Regions from separate parts of the Mus musculus genome. Here region 2 is linked to region 1. The links are chromatin contacts, called in public HiChIP or PLAC-seq maps. All regions are on one chromosome and are shown on one strand. Each heading gives the region's core, a stretch centred on a gene start, on an enhancer-like site or on the middle of the called end of the contact. The rest is flanking DNA. Distances are from core to core; before and after follow the strand shown. Region 1 overlaps Efl1 (elongation factor like GTPase 1). Region 2 overlaps Efl1 (elongation factor like GTPase 1).

The links. HiChIP or PLAC-seq counts read pairs in DNA pulled down with a chosen protein or histone mark.
Region 2: a contact with region 1 is called in an HNF4G HiChIP or PLAC-seq map of pancreatic cancer cells. The contact joins two enhancer-like sites. A contact is called at or near these places in 5 of 39 promoter capture datasets (the HPC-7 cell line, embryonic stem cells, liver and 2 more) and 1 of 115 datasets of contacts at active chromatin or transcription factors (pancreatic cancer cells).

Annotation. Positions count from the first base shown.
Region 1 is chr7:82,662,969-82,666,171 of GRCm38.p6, reverse strand. The region is part of intron 4 of Efl1 (elongation factor like GTPase 1); the gene reads right to left. Among named protein-coding and RNA genes, the nearest start is that of Efl1, 16 kb to the right of the region's middle. Within about 2 kb of position 1,326, at least 71 of the 459 cell types and tissues checked have an H3K27ac peak or open chromatin away from gene starts, as enhancers often do. A contact at or near this core is called in pancreatic cancer cells, where this site is marked.
Region 2 is chr7:82,731,469-82,734,663 of GRCm38.p6, reverse strand. The region is part of intron 15 of Efl1 (elongation factor like GTPase 1); the gene reads right to left. Among named protein-coding and RNA genes, the nearest start is that of 4933406J10Rik, 23 kb to the left of the region's middle. Within about 2 kb of position 1,338, at least 57 of the 459 cell types and tissues checked have an H3K27ac peak or open chromatin away from gene starts, as enhancers often do. A contact at or near this core is called in pancreatic cancer cells, where this site is marked.

The DNA of each region.
Region 1 (3,203 bases), core at 77-2,576:
CTGTCTGAACCAAGTTGTCTCCAGTACCTGGCTAAAGGCTGCTCTGTGGACTAAGTAGTCCTCTTCCAAAACATGGCAGGTGACCATAGATGCTCATGAAAGCTCAGGAGAAAACGTCCCTCAGCAAGAGAAAAATTCACCTTTCAGGTAGAGATCTGAACTTCATGGAAGCACCTTGTTTATATTTCAGTGTATTAGAAAAGGAAGACTGAATCTAACTGACCAAAAGTAGCAGCAACACAAGCAGAAACTGAGTTATCTGACGCACACTTCTGAAGACAGAAGAGTCACAACTATATACATAAATTACGCAGCCCCTGCAGAGTGCCTGACTACAGGTCTTCCTCCATATTACCCCTGTCTGTGTTTTAAATCAATGTGAAAGGCTAGGTTATACAAGTAATAGAGTGCCCTCTGTAGTCTGAGTCTGGCGGATCTCTTAAGGGCGCATCCTTAGCTTGGATAGGAGATAGCAGAAGCCTTCCGAGGTGGGGCCCAGTGGTAAGTCTTAGGTCACCCAGTGCCCTCCAAGGGGCGAGCAGGACTCTAGTCTCTTCCTTTCTCTCTCACTTCCTAGTGAGATATTTCCTCTGCTACACGGTCCATCTACAGTATGCTATCTCAACCACAGGCAAACAAGCCTGGGCCAAAACCTCCACATTCCTGAGCCAAAATAAACCTTTCTTCTTTATGTGAATTATTTCAGGTATTTGGTAACTACAACAGAATGCAAATACAGCTTATTTGGTAGATTATAAGGCATAAGACACACTATCTTCTATCTGTGGAATACTGTATTAAATATGTTTATATATAGTATAAATGTCTTAAATATAGGAATGGTTTTCCCAATTTGTAACAGAAATCTTCAAGTAGTGTTTGAAACACATCCCTGCTGCTGCACTCAGGGTCAGTAAGTTCTATGCCCTTTTTTCTCAGGCATTCTGGAGTGGGAAGATGGAGCAAGACAATGGGGGTCATCCTCATGAGCAGCTCACCATAAGAGGAATGGTGTAGACTCAGAGTCTCAAATGAGGGTTTGGTAGGAAGAGATTAATGACTTAGGAGTAATGAACAAAGTAGGCTTTCCTCTGGCTGCAACCCATCCAAAAGCTTTCTCTGGATCTGCCTCCAACCTGAAACAAACTGGACCATGCAATGCTGCCCATGGTTTACTTCATTCACTTTCTTTCTTTTTGTTTTGTTTTTTGGTTTTTTTTTTCAGTATAATTTCAGTCCACACCAGCTATCAGGACTGTGGCCACATCCTGGACTTTCACATCATAGAGAACAGCCCTCCCTTTGTTGGTCTGTTGTGGCTGTAGTAAACAGAGCAGCTGTACTTCCACACTACCATGAGTCATTACTTGCTGATGACTCAACTCTGCTACACCACCCTGGAAGGGGAGTCGGACATTAATGTCCAATCCTCTTGCAAACGTCACCTTGCCAGTGTGTGCCATTATTGTAACATGCTGGGCCTATCAGAGTAGTTGAGAGAATAATCGTAGTAGGAAACCTGGGCCAGAGAGAAGAATGCAGCAAGAACTCAAGTTGAAAAGAACTGTGTACATACATAATTGTGTTTAGAGGCCAAAGCTGGAGGAAGATAGACACAGATGGAAAGATGCTAAGTGGGGCCTGAATCCAGAACACATGTCTTTTCTAAAGACAGAAGACAGGCAAAGATGTCATAGTTACAGTTTAAGGGACGGTGGCAGACAGCTAAGACTTCTTTTCTGCAAGAAAGAAAACAGCAATGTCTGCTGAGTCTGGAAAGGGGTTTGAGGGGTATGTCAAAGACTGCCAAGAGGTTTCAAATAGCTGTTGGGGAGAATGAGCAAAACCTCGTCCATAGGAAAGCAGTGGAAAGCTGGCCTATATAAGGCTGAAGAGGGAGAAGTGTAGGGAACGAACTTCATCAGGATGGAGTTTTGCTGGAGGAAGTGCTAGAGGGTCAAGGAAGCATAAACAATGTTGGACGAAGATGTTGGGAAAACAGATGGTCAAGGGACATCCCTGTGCTGTAGAAGGCACAGATCAAGTAAAGGAGGCTAATGGGGCCCAGAAAGCTCAGACTCTTATGAAATAAAGAGGTGGTATTTCAGCATGTGGGCAGAAGAGCAGGGGAAAGCAAAGCCAGTAAAGAAGGGCGCAGTGAAATCTGACTGTTCTTACTACTGACTGAGTTCTTACTACCGTTTTTACTCCTCAGCTGGTCACGTGTGGAACTTTCTGTTGTTCCCAAGATGAGATCTATGTAATCCAGGCTACTCTCAGAATCAGAGGCCGAAACAATCCTCCTTATAGATGCCTGAGTAGGTGGGAGAAGTGCATGATCCTACCAGGCTCAACAGCAAGTATTTAAATTTGAAATGCTAAATAGCATAGTTACTGAAAGGTCAACCCATAAGAGAAGTCATTTTAGGGATGGTAAAAGCTATGTTGGAGAGTTGGGAACAAGCAAAACAAACAAACAAACAAACAAAAACAAAACAAAACCTTATTCTAAGTATACCATTTTGTTTTCAGAAACTAAATCCAAGGTCCCAGGCACTAAGTCGGCTGAGGACTTCCCTACAGCAGAACAGCTTCTGTTGTAAACAGTTGTCTGAGTCCAAACATCTCAGGGACAACTTATGAGGAGACAGTTGTGAGTCCAAACATCTCAGGGACAACTTCCTCATCTTGATGGCAGAGCCAAAGAAGTTGGTCATGTTCCCAAGCCTACGAATGAACAACTATCCCACTTCTCCAAATGTTTTAACTGTCCGTTAATTGGTAAAGAATATAGAAAGTGCTGTTATCTAAACCAAGGTGCATAAGTTATAAAAATATATAACTAATTGCCTGTTATGCCCACTACAAGCAGCTGACTCATTCATTCCTTTGTCCCCGTATGACTCTGAACTCCTAATGTCTAGGAGAATGATTTAAGCCAGGTGGCCCGGAGATGGCCCAGTCTCCAACGGGTACTCCCTAGCTTCACCCATAACGTCAGCTCCTCCTTGCTCTGTATTCCTATTCTTTGCAATAAAACAGAGATGCTCCTCGGCGGCAAGGTTCACATCTCGAAATGGCTGCCTCCCTGAAAGCTCAAAAAATAAAACTTTTGTTTTAAAGCTTCTGTCTCTCAAGTGAGTTTTCTTGGCTCCCTTCCTGGACCCAACAGGAGAAGTCACATGTAAGAGAAAATCAGAAGT
Region 2 (3,195 bases), core at 89-2,588, 68 kb before region 1:
CTCATGCTGGTGAAAACAACAACAACCTCTGCCCCCCCTCCCCCCCCCCCCCACAAAAAAAAAACACCCAACAACTTGAAAGCCACTTTCAATAACTATGAACAGAAGACCAGAAAAAGTACATTATGATAAATTCAAACAATGGAATCAACGTGGGGTGGGGGGAATCCTTGCAGGTGAGCATAGCGGCAGCCACCTATAATACCAATACTGCACAGCTAGAGACAGAAAGAGGATCATGAACTATAGATAGAAGAGCCTAGGCTACAGAGTGAGACTCTTATCTCAGAAACCAAACTAACTTCCCTCAAGTCCACCAAGCTAAAGCAACATGAAACAGCATAAGAAAACACACAAGTTACAAACAATACGATGCTACCATTCAAAGGTAACAATCCAGTATAGAGGTATCTACACAAGGCTTCTGTTTACAGACACCGACTGAGGCTGTGATCAGGCTGCAAGCACCTTTCAAAGCATGGTAAGTGAAAAACACACAGCAGCCTCGACAGAGTGACTCCCGCTGGAGTAGGTTCCCGAGGAGGGGACAGACACAAGGGCTCCTTAGGTGACCACTCAATATTGTAAGAGGAGAGGATACAATGACAGGAAAACTTCCAAATCAGTGAAACACAGATGAATGTGTGGGTGTTCCCGAGATTGTTCACCACTTAAATACTGTAAATGTTAAACCTTGATAAGGCTATTAACTGCCTTTTTACAGTTTCATATTTTTGTAATGTGTAATATTTTGCTTTTTTCCTGAGTTCACCAAGAAGCATATCTTTTGGGAGCTGGGGAGACATCTCAGGATGCACTCGCCCTGAAAGCATGTAAAAGTGCTGGATGTGGAAGTGTGTGGCCCAGAGCCCGGGAAGCAGAGGCAGCAGATCTGTGGGCTCGCTGGCCATCCAGGCTCGCCTAGTTAATGACCACCAAAGCGGGGAAAAAGTCCCTCTCACAGGAGGTAAACGTCAGGTCTGAGGATCACATTCCAGGACCCTTCTACCCTTCACATCATACACGCACACACTTTAAAGTCCCCACCCTAAGTGCATAGTGAAATAAGTTTATGCAGAGGAGAAGATGTGCTCAGAACGTCAGGACTGTTATCCCTTTTGTTCCCACACATTTAAACAAATGATCTCAGCAAAATTTCTACTTTTATCACAGTAACATTTTTAAAAACATAAGTTAGGAAACAAAACAAAACACAACAGAACAGAGCCAGCCATTTGTTGCTTCTGGAGCTTGAATGGCTGCTCCCACGGTGTGAGTGACCGCAGAGTAATAAAGCCGAGACTATGCTTTCAGTGAATTACATTAGTATTAGTCATTCCGAGCCAATAAACTGAACTGGTCTCTGGACTGTGAGACTTGGACCTCTCTGTGCCTGGAGTCCAGGGGGAGGTTCGGGTTCCTATCAGATAGGGAATGGCTTGTTCCTTAGGTTAGCTAAGGTCCTTCCTAAGAGTGAGGTGCAAAGAACCTGAGACTGAGGAAGGCTGGGCTGCCTCTCAGCCCCACCAGCAGGCTAAGCTTCCTCCAGGCCGTGGGTCGGATCGCTTCGTTACTAGTGGGCCTGCACCACCCTTTACCATTAGAACTGAACACTTCTAATGAACACTGTTTTACTCAAAGTCTCTTCAGCAGTCATGGACTTTGGCAGTTTTCACTAGAAAGCAAGGCGCTCAATGGAAGCCTCTGCTCGATGGGCTCACCTGCTGCCAATGGTCTATCCTGTTCCACTGTTTACACTTGGGGAAAGCAGGACATGTGCCAATCCCAAGCTGTCAGGAAGGAACGGTTAGATAAAGTTACAGAAGGTGACGATTTTAGACTGTTACCCAGCATTTCTTATGTGTTAAGCCTGCAATGAAAGTCATTTTGTACTGTGAAAACTTCCAAAGTCCCTGCTAGATTTCAGAAACCGCTAGACATCATCATCACCTGTGGTCACCCTCCCATGCAGGGATATACCAGGAACAGTGGCATAGTCCCTGTTGGTGTCTGCTGGAGCTCAGCTGGCTACTGCTTGCTTACTGGAGCCTGAGCCCCGACTTTGCATTCTCAGGCTCTTCATATGCCTGCAGCTGATGTGGCATGGGCGCCGCTGAGCTACAAGCCTAGCCCTGCTAACTCAGTTTTAAGCAAGATGTATCAGTTCCATTCATGCTAATAGCCATTTCCAGACCACGCATTGCTTTCCCAGTAAGCAGCAGCGGCCTGCACAACAGTTCAGCTATTATGGCCTAAAAATAAAAGGAATCATCACATTTTCTCTCTTACTAGAACATCAATGAGGGGAGGCAAGATGGCACAAGTTTGACCCCCAGGACCCACGGAATGGAAGGAGAGGACTTCCCACAAGCTGTCCTCCAACCTCCATACAGGAAGGGCCGCATGTGCTATGACATACAAATGCCTGCCTCAAAGTAAATAAATGTGTTTAAAAGTTTTAAATGATAAAAAACATTTCAGTTCAGTTTTTCATATTAATATCGACTTGAATTTTAAAAAGATTTTATAGTTGCCATGGGTTTTAATTATGTACTGTAAGAACATTGCGGCTAATGCTGGTATGAAAGCAATCAAAGTATTAAAAAAAAACGAAAGGACTGGTATGATAAGGGCTGGATTAATGATGACTCAATTAAAAATTAGTGAGAATAACTAATGAGAAGGCTCAAAACTGATATGGCCATTTTGTTTGTTTCCTTTCAGTACAATGCATTCTTTGCAAGGCAACAGTGTTTTTTAACTAGACAGGACCAGGCTAAATGTCTAGAGACCTAGTAAATATCTATGCCTGTCAGAATACTATGAACCACTAAATAAACTGAATTTGGATGACCATTTAAAGTAGAATAATATACAACATTATGTAAATAAGATTATATACATAAGACGGAAGGAAAACAATTATAAGCCAAACTATCCTGTTAGCATCTTGTGATCTTTCAAAAATGTTGCCAATTTTACACTGAAAACTTATTATTCATAAGCTATAAGAACTCGTGAGTAGTTTTTAAAGAGTGGGTACTGTGGAATCAGGTGATTATGAACCGTATAATGACACCAGGGAAGGTGGCCATACAGACGTGTGGGACAACAAAGGCTCTCGGCCAAATGGACAGCTCTGCTGGACTCAGCAGCACTTTCCCTTCCACTCATGCTTCACAAAACAAAACACAG